Linked DNA regions of Drosophila melanogaster: region 1 is linked to region 2. Evidence: chromatin contacts called from public targeted proximity ligation data. All regions are on one chromosome and are shown on one strand. The core of a region is the stretch at or near the end of the contact, and the rest is flanking DNA. Distances in the headings are between cores, read along the strand shown. Region 1 holds the start of blot (bloated tubules). Region 2 holds the start of rogdi (rogdi,).

Region 1 (3,563 bases), core at 735-3,234, 370 kb after region 2:
ATATGCCATTTCCTTTGGAAAAATGCTTAGTGTGCCACGCAAACAGGTAAACACTCTATTTAGAATGAAAACAAGAGTGACTCTGACGTACTATCATCGCAGTTATCAAGTGCTAAAATGTAAGCAAACAAACGCGTTTTCGGTTCTAACTGCTTTTGTATCGTAGTATTAGTTTAAAGGCTGTTCCAACTTTTCAGCTGAAAATTAAATCTTTAGTTCTGTAAACATTTAAATGTTCCCTTTTATATAATATTATTGTGTAGAACGAGTAAATGGGTTGTGGAACATTGGTTTTTTACGGTTATCAAGTGAGAAAAATATTTAGCCTGCCTGCAAACAATAAAGTGGAACGACAATTAAAATAAGCAAATAAACATTTCAATGGGGACAATCAGTGAAATTAAATAAGGTTCGCATATATATGTACATATATCAAAAGAGAACTTTGATATCGCCGCATGCTCATGATGACATCTGACACTATATTCATTCATACATAAACTTTGAGTGAATACAGCTGGCGCACTCAGTAATATGCATATTTGCAAAATTTTATTTCAAAGTTGGCATTGAGGTAACCAGATACGAGCTTTCTAAAACTAAGATATGAATGAAAGAATTTCCAAACCTACGCATTTTCTAAAGATAATTATCATGCTAACAAGTTCATGCTGCTAAGCCATGGAGGCCACTCATCCCTGATATCTTCATGACTCAAGATCATCTCGGTGATTACAACATTTACTGATGACATAGATAACTCTGCCACTTAATCACTTCACACAGTTGCACTCTTATCGCACTTTATCCGTTTCTTCCAAAACAAGTACAGTGGTCTGCGAAATCGAAGGGCCAAAGAGTTGAGCTAGCTAATTATAGCGGAAGTCGAAAATGCAGCGCCAATATCATAGCATTGAACTTGCCAGACGATCGCGACCAACTGACTTTCCAGGTGCTTATCAAGGTGGGCCAGGTTTCAGCGAAACTTCGTTAAAATATACGTACGGCAAGAGCAACTGTGATGACCGCCAGTTAAGGCTAAAACAAAAGGCAGTTGTGTTGAAGAGGAATTGCGAGGAAAGAAAAACAGTGGAAATTGGCTTGAAAAACGCAAAGAGCTATGCCGAGTGATCCCAAACTATTGTAGATATAAGCTTGTTATGAAAGAACCTAAAATGAAGTAGAGTTATTGATTTTGAAAACTAAAATGATTATCTAAGAAACCTATATTATTAAATTTCCAAAGCCGTCTGAAGACTCAGTATTCCTGCATCTCATTAAGGTCCTAAAAAGAATAGTCTTTTTGTATGCGTTTCGTATCCGATTAGTTTTCCATGTCGAACATGCATTAAAATGTAAATGTCTTCCGTTAACCGGCATCCACTGTACTACAGGCTGCCGAAAAAGTGGAAGAACATGAGCACGGGAGCGCACGAAAAGCACAAAAAGCGGGCAACGTGTGTGCATGAGAAATGCAAGGCGGAGGGCAAGACAGGCTAAGGTAAGCTAAGGAATGGAACGGCTGGAGGAGATGGGAATGGGAATGTAGACGGGGATGGGGATGGGGGTCACGGGAAGGTAGGGAGAACCGAGTCAGGAGCGACAACCGCACAACAGCACGAAACTGGTCGGACGGGTCGCTATGGTGGCCATGTTTATGGGACAGCCCAGACAGGAGGGAGGATCAGTTCGGATCGGATCGGTTCGGCGGTAGTCTAACTTTTTGTTCTCCCTGTCGGAGCTTCATAAAATATGCACCACATTCAGTCGCAAGTCGTTGCGGCTTCTTCCATTTTCCGTTTGCCATTTGCCATTTGCAATTACCATTTGCATTTCACGGAGTTATCAACACGGCACATGAGCACACACGGAAACACGTACGGCTAGAACAATTTAAAATACACGAAATAAAATGCTTATACTGCAGTTGGGTAAATCACGCGGACAGGCGACAACCGATGCGAAAGAGTCGCGCGGCTTGACTGGGAGCACCAGCCCGAACTCCAACGGCTGGCGAACGAAAAGCCACCCCGGAAAGCTCACTCTTCGAGCACTCTCTCTCTCTCTCTCTCTCTTTAGGCTATGATCTATCTCTTTTGATCTTGAAGAGCTCTCTTTGACCTTAGGAGGCTGTTTGAATGTGCACGGTAGTAAATTAGAGTTATACTATAAAAGTATAAATACAAAAAGTCAAACTTCTATCTGTGATTTTTAAAAGCTGACGTACTAAAGATCAAGTAAGATCTCTAGAAATTCTACATTTTTATATATAAAATTTAGTTTACTCGCATTCTTGGACAAAAGTTGAGTATTGGCTATGTAATTTTAGCTTAGAACTTATACAATAATCAACTTCAATGGCTAGCTGTTGAAAAGTTCCCTTTAAGGCCTAGTCTCGTTGATTTTTCACTACGCGATCCCTCTCTCTTGGACGTTTCGAACATTCGCAGATCCACATCTGTTTAAATATACGCGCCATATATTTTGCAATCAGCAGAAACAGCGCTTTAAATACTATTGCACTTAAAAATAAAACCCGGTTGAACCGCTCCCTGACTTTCAGATTCCAATCCCTAGATCAGTGGGAGCGCGCTATGTCCGAGAAGAAGGCGAGTATGTCCTGAATGTTGAACTCCAGGTTGATCATGGCGCCGGCGTAGCACTTTTGGATGCGCTCCTCCAGGTAATTATACTGGGCAATGAACTCCTCCTGCATGGCATGCCATACCACTTGCAGCAGATTCTCCTCCTCGCTCAGGTGCTTTTCCACCTTCTTATATAGGTTCTCCAGTCCTTTCTTCACCTCTCGTGCAGGATACTGAGCGATCACCTTGCGGAGTTCCTGCTTGGAGAATGCCATCTGGTAGCTGATTTCCGTTTCCTTGACTCCCTGGGCCACCTTAAGTTGCACGCCTTCGAAGAATTGCTGCAAAGGCAGAACGGAAATTTATGAGATGAAGATCGACTTATCTTTTCTTCTGGAAGGTCATTGACTTTGGCTTACATTCAGTTTCTCCAGCGGCCGGCCGAAGTACTGAGTCACATACGCTTTTAGCGCATCGTTATAACACTTCTTGGCCTCCTTTTTCAGGGCGTCCAGACCAGGAACCTTGAGCTGGGCTAACAAAGCGTACATGTGGTGGTAGTTCTCCATGCGCACTACCTGAACTGGTGTCTTGGGGTGCTCCTGCGAATGCAGTTGGATGCCCTCAAATATGGCATTCACCAGCTGCAAGTACCACTTCTCCATGTCCGTTCGGCGATCCGATTTCCGAAATATGCCCTCTGCAGTTTGGGCAAAGTTTTCAAAGTTTTCCACATACGGCAGAATGGCCTTAGAACGTTTGTGCAGCTTTGCCTCCCGGATAGACAGTAGTTGGTTCTGCATAAAGCGGTCGAAGCTCCGCTTCACCTGCACCAAGGCGGAAGCGAAGGTCATGCTAAGAAAGGAATGTGTGTCCTGGGCGGACATGACGTGCTGCGTAAGTCGCACAAAAACGTACAGAGAGTAGCTACGAAAACAAATTTGTTAATTACTCCTTACTCCATTACTATATTGTTTA
Region 2 (3,490 bases), core at 976-3,475:
CGCTGGCTTTCCAGTCGTTTTTGCAGTTAATTATAAACACTTGGAATATTTGGCACATTTCAGAGTCCGGTCGCTTGGAATTCGGCGAGTTCGTCCAGCTGGCTGCCAAGTTCATCGTGGAGGAGGATGCGGAGGCCATGCAGAAGGAGCTGCGCGAGGCGTTCCGTTTGTACGATAAGCAGGGCAATGGCTTCATTCCCACCACCTGCCTGAAGGAGATCCTCAAGGAGCTGGACGACCAGCTGACCGAACAGGAGCTGGACATTATGATCGAGGAGATCGATTCCGATGGCTCCGGTACAGTGGATTTCGATGGTGAGTGCCCATTCCGTTTGATATTAATACATTCTAGTGGCTTTCCATTCACATCCATATCCATATCCACCCACATGCATACATACATATATATGTATAGTGATCATAAATTTCGATGATCTTGAGATCGCTCGATTATGACAGCTTGATGTGATCAACGCTCCCATGGAGGAGCATATCGTTGGCTATTTTTGGGCGCGACACACAAATTCGATTCCACCACACGCATTTTTCATTCTCGGAATAACGTACATATTTACATTTTGTTTTCGTGTTTATGGAATATTTATTTATAAATGCATATAGCGGTTGCTCTGGCGCGATGGCATCGGTTTAATGTCTGTCATTTTGTTTAATTTACAGAATTCATGGAGATGATGACTGGCGAGTAAATAAACGCAATGCGTCTGCCACCCACCAACCGCCAACCCACCCTGGAAAACACCACCCACTTTCCCACCCTCCCAGAAAAAAAAAACAACACACACATGCACACTCTACACACACACACAGACGCACACGCACACCTGTTGGACACACGTTTGTTTGCTCCTGTTTGCACACTTGTTTCGCTTTTTATTTGCATTTTGCCCCAACCATTTTACCATTTTTTTTGTTTTTGTTTCGCGGAGCAAACAAATCCACGTACTTCAGTTTGACAATGCCAAACACGAGTAGAAATAGAACTTTTGTACTACTTTTTTATACTAAAAGAAGCAACGGAATACTGTGTATGCGAAAAAATAAATGTTATGCCATGGCAAAAAAAAAAAATGAAAAAAAAAAACCAAAAAACAATTCACTCTTGTTTTCATTTGTTTATGGATTATTTTTTGCCGCCAAACAAACACGTCCATATATTTCGCTTTGATAATGCGAACAAATAGAATGTACTTTGAGCACTGGAGAAATGCCATAAATCTTAATCAGTCTTGAAATATATAGAGGATTTCCCAGCACTTCTGAGTTTATTTTCCTTATATGAGTGTTATTTATACTTTCACTTATTTATACTTTTTGCCGAGCAGCAAAACTTAAAATTAATGGCTAGCCAATTAGTCATTAGCTTTCTTCACAGCGACAAATTATTGCTTATATTATTTTGTTGTCGGATTAGGGTTTCCTTCTGCCCAAGGATAAACAAAACCGCCAATTTTGATACTCGATTATATATATAGTGTACATACCTTTTGAGCAAAACAAGTGAGCTATAAAATCAATACAAACAGTTTGCTTATTTTTAGCGCAGATTTGTATTGTCTTCTAATGCTAAGGAATTTTATAAATGGTACTTGAATTTCAAGTTAAAATAATACAACTATTTATAAACTGCAAGCGCTCAAGAAACGCCCAGTGAAAGAGTTTTTATAATTATATTTCAAATATAAAAAAATTTTGTTAATTAAGAAAATGTAGTTTATGGCAATAGATTTGTTCGTTAAGTTAGTGATTAGTATAGACAGCTTAAAAAAAAAAATACTAAACAATAGAGAAGTCGAACTTATGATCATATACAAAAAAGTAAGTTAAAGATCATCATTGTTTTTTCTCAGTAACTAGTATGAGTTTTGTGAATAAGTTACATTGATTTTATTCTACAGTTTCTATAAACATATTTACAATTTAATATATATCCACATATTGTTATTTATTTCGTTTAAATAGTGTTTAGTATATTTTCTAAGCACCTAAGCCCCAAGTTTTTAATCAATTTTGCAGTGTCCCACATTTCAATGCCCCATTTTTGTTAACAAGTAAATGTTATGCTCTTACCAACAGCTGAGCAGCGAGTTGGCCTCTTGTAGCTTCGATCCGGCCAAAGAAAGCTGCCTGGCCGAAAGCTCCGTCTTAACCACGTTAACGTTAACTACAACGAGCATTGGCCTCGTCATTTGGATGGTATGCTATACCGCTGAGTTGAGCGCTGGGCGTCGATCGTCGAACGTCGTACCGCTGCTACGTACCGCTACCGACGCTTGTTTTTTTTTTTGGGGGGCTGCTCTTCCTAACGCAACCCCAACTTAACCAAAGTGAAGTAAGCTATCCGCCCTGCGACGCTGAGTCTCGTGATATTGCGGTTCGCGATTGATAAAGAAATATATATATATATATATATTTATCCAGAATGGCGCAGAGGTAAAGAAAGCAAGCACTGGCTATACCGTTATTTATATAATAGCATTAACAAAATGTTGTTTATTTTGGCTTATATTTGCCTACTCGCCGTGCGTGTGCGTGTGTGTGTGTTTGTGTGTTTGTGGCCAAGAATCAAGAATTGAGAATCCGAAATGTGAACGTGTTAAAAGCGGCAAAGCCGCAGCCAATGGTCATGCCAATAAAAATTTATGATGGCATAAAGTTTTTTAGGAGCCCCTACCTTTCATCGACACCATGCCATTCCCTGCCCTTCCCTTGGCCTTTTAATTTCACTTGACATTGGCTTATCAAATAAATTATAAAACAAAATTGGACCCTGATAGATAAAGCCATTTGTAAATTGGTGCTTGTGTGTGAGAATAGTGCTGCTTCGAGTATCTTGAGTTCGCTTGATAAGCGCTTTTTTTTCGTGGCCATTACAAAAGGCCATGATTGAAAACAAAAGCCAACGCCACCCGTTCGCCGGCGACACGCGCTGCAGTTGAGTTTGAAGGGGTTTTTATTTTTTAGCTGGCTATACGGGAAAATTCTGCAGCCCAGCGGCAGAAACCAGACGCCGACGTCAGCTGGCTGTGACGTGAGTCACAACAATGGGCCCACCAATTAGCACTTGACTTTGAATCAAATCAAGCCAAAATCGGTCGCAAACATGATAACGAAAAGCACAATTGGCCGAACCGAATGGGCAAACAAATCGCGTGTAATTCGCGACTAACTAACTCGAATGTTTATCTGTTTTCTTTTCGCCTCGAAGTACCACGAACAACTGGTCGTTCCAGCCACTCCATCGCCAGCGGAGCACCAGCGGATATCCTCAGCATGTCCTCAACACGGTGCCGGAAACCGCCGTGCTCACCACGCCCCCGCCCACGAGAAAACGTAAGTTAAGCTTATCGCATTGCCATTTGAATTTGGCGCCCAGGCAAGCAGTGCTCTTCGAAGTTAGCAGAGATTAGTGAACGGGAGGAGTATTATTAGGGTATATTGTGGTTTAGCTAGATATAAATCTTGTTAGGAA

The links.
Region 1: a contact with region 2 is called in a targeted proximity ligation map of the Kc167 cell line, with 8 times the contacts expected there. A contact is called at or near these places in 19 of 107 Hi-C or Micro-C datasets (the Clone 8 cell line, the D17-c3 cell line, the Kc167 cell line and 9 more) and 3 of 7 datasets of targeted methods (the Kc167 cell line and the S2 cell line).

What each region holds. Positions count from the first base shown.
Region 1 is chr3L:17,419,530-17,423,092 of dm6, forward strand. blot (bloated tubules) reads right to left here and starts at 1,985. Exons shown (of 6, transcript NM_170636.2): 1 at 1,825-1,985. Sec3 (Secretory 3) reads right to left here. Exons shown (of 6, transcript NM_140719.4): 5 at 3,005-3,512; 6 at 2,258-2,926. The coding sequence ends at 2,579.
Region 2 is chr3L:17,047,287-17,050,776 of dm6, forward strand. rogdi (rogdi,) reads left to right here and starts at 2,226. Exons shown (of 8, transcript NM_168717.2): 1 at 2,226-2,451; 2 at 3,227-3,351. The coding sequence starts at 2,441. TpnC73F (Troponin C at 73F) reads left to right here. Exons shown (of 5, transcript NM_001300162.1): 4 at 64-315; 5 at 679-1,104. The coding sequence ends at 707.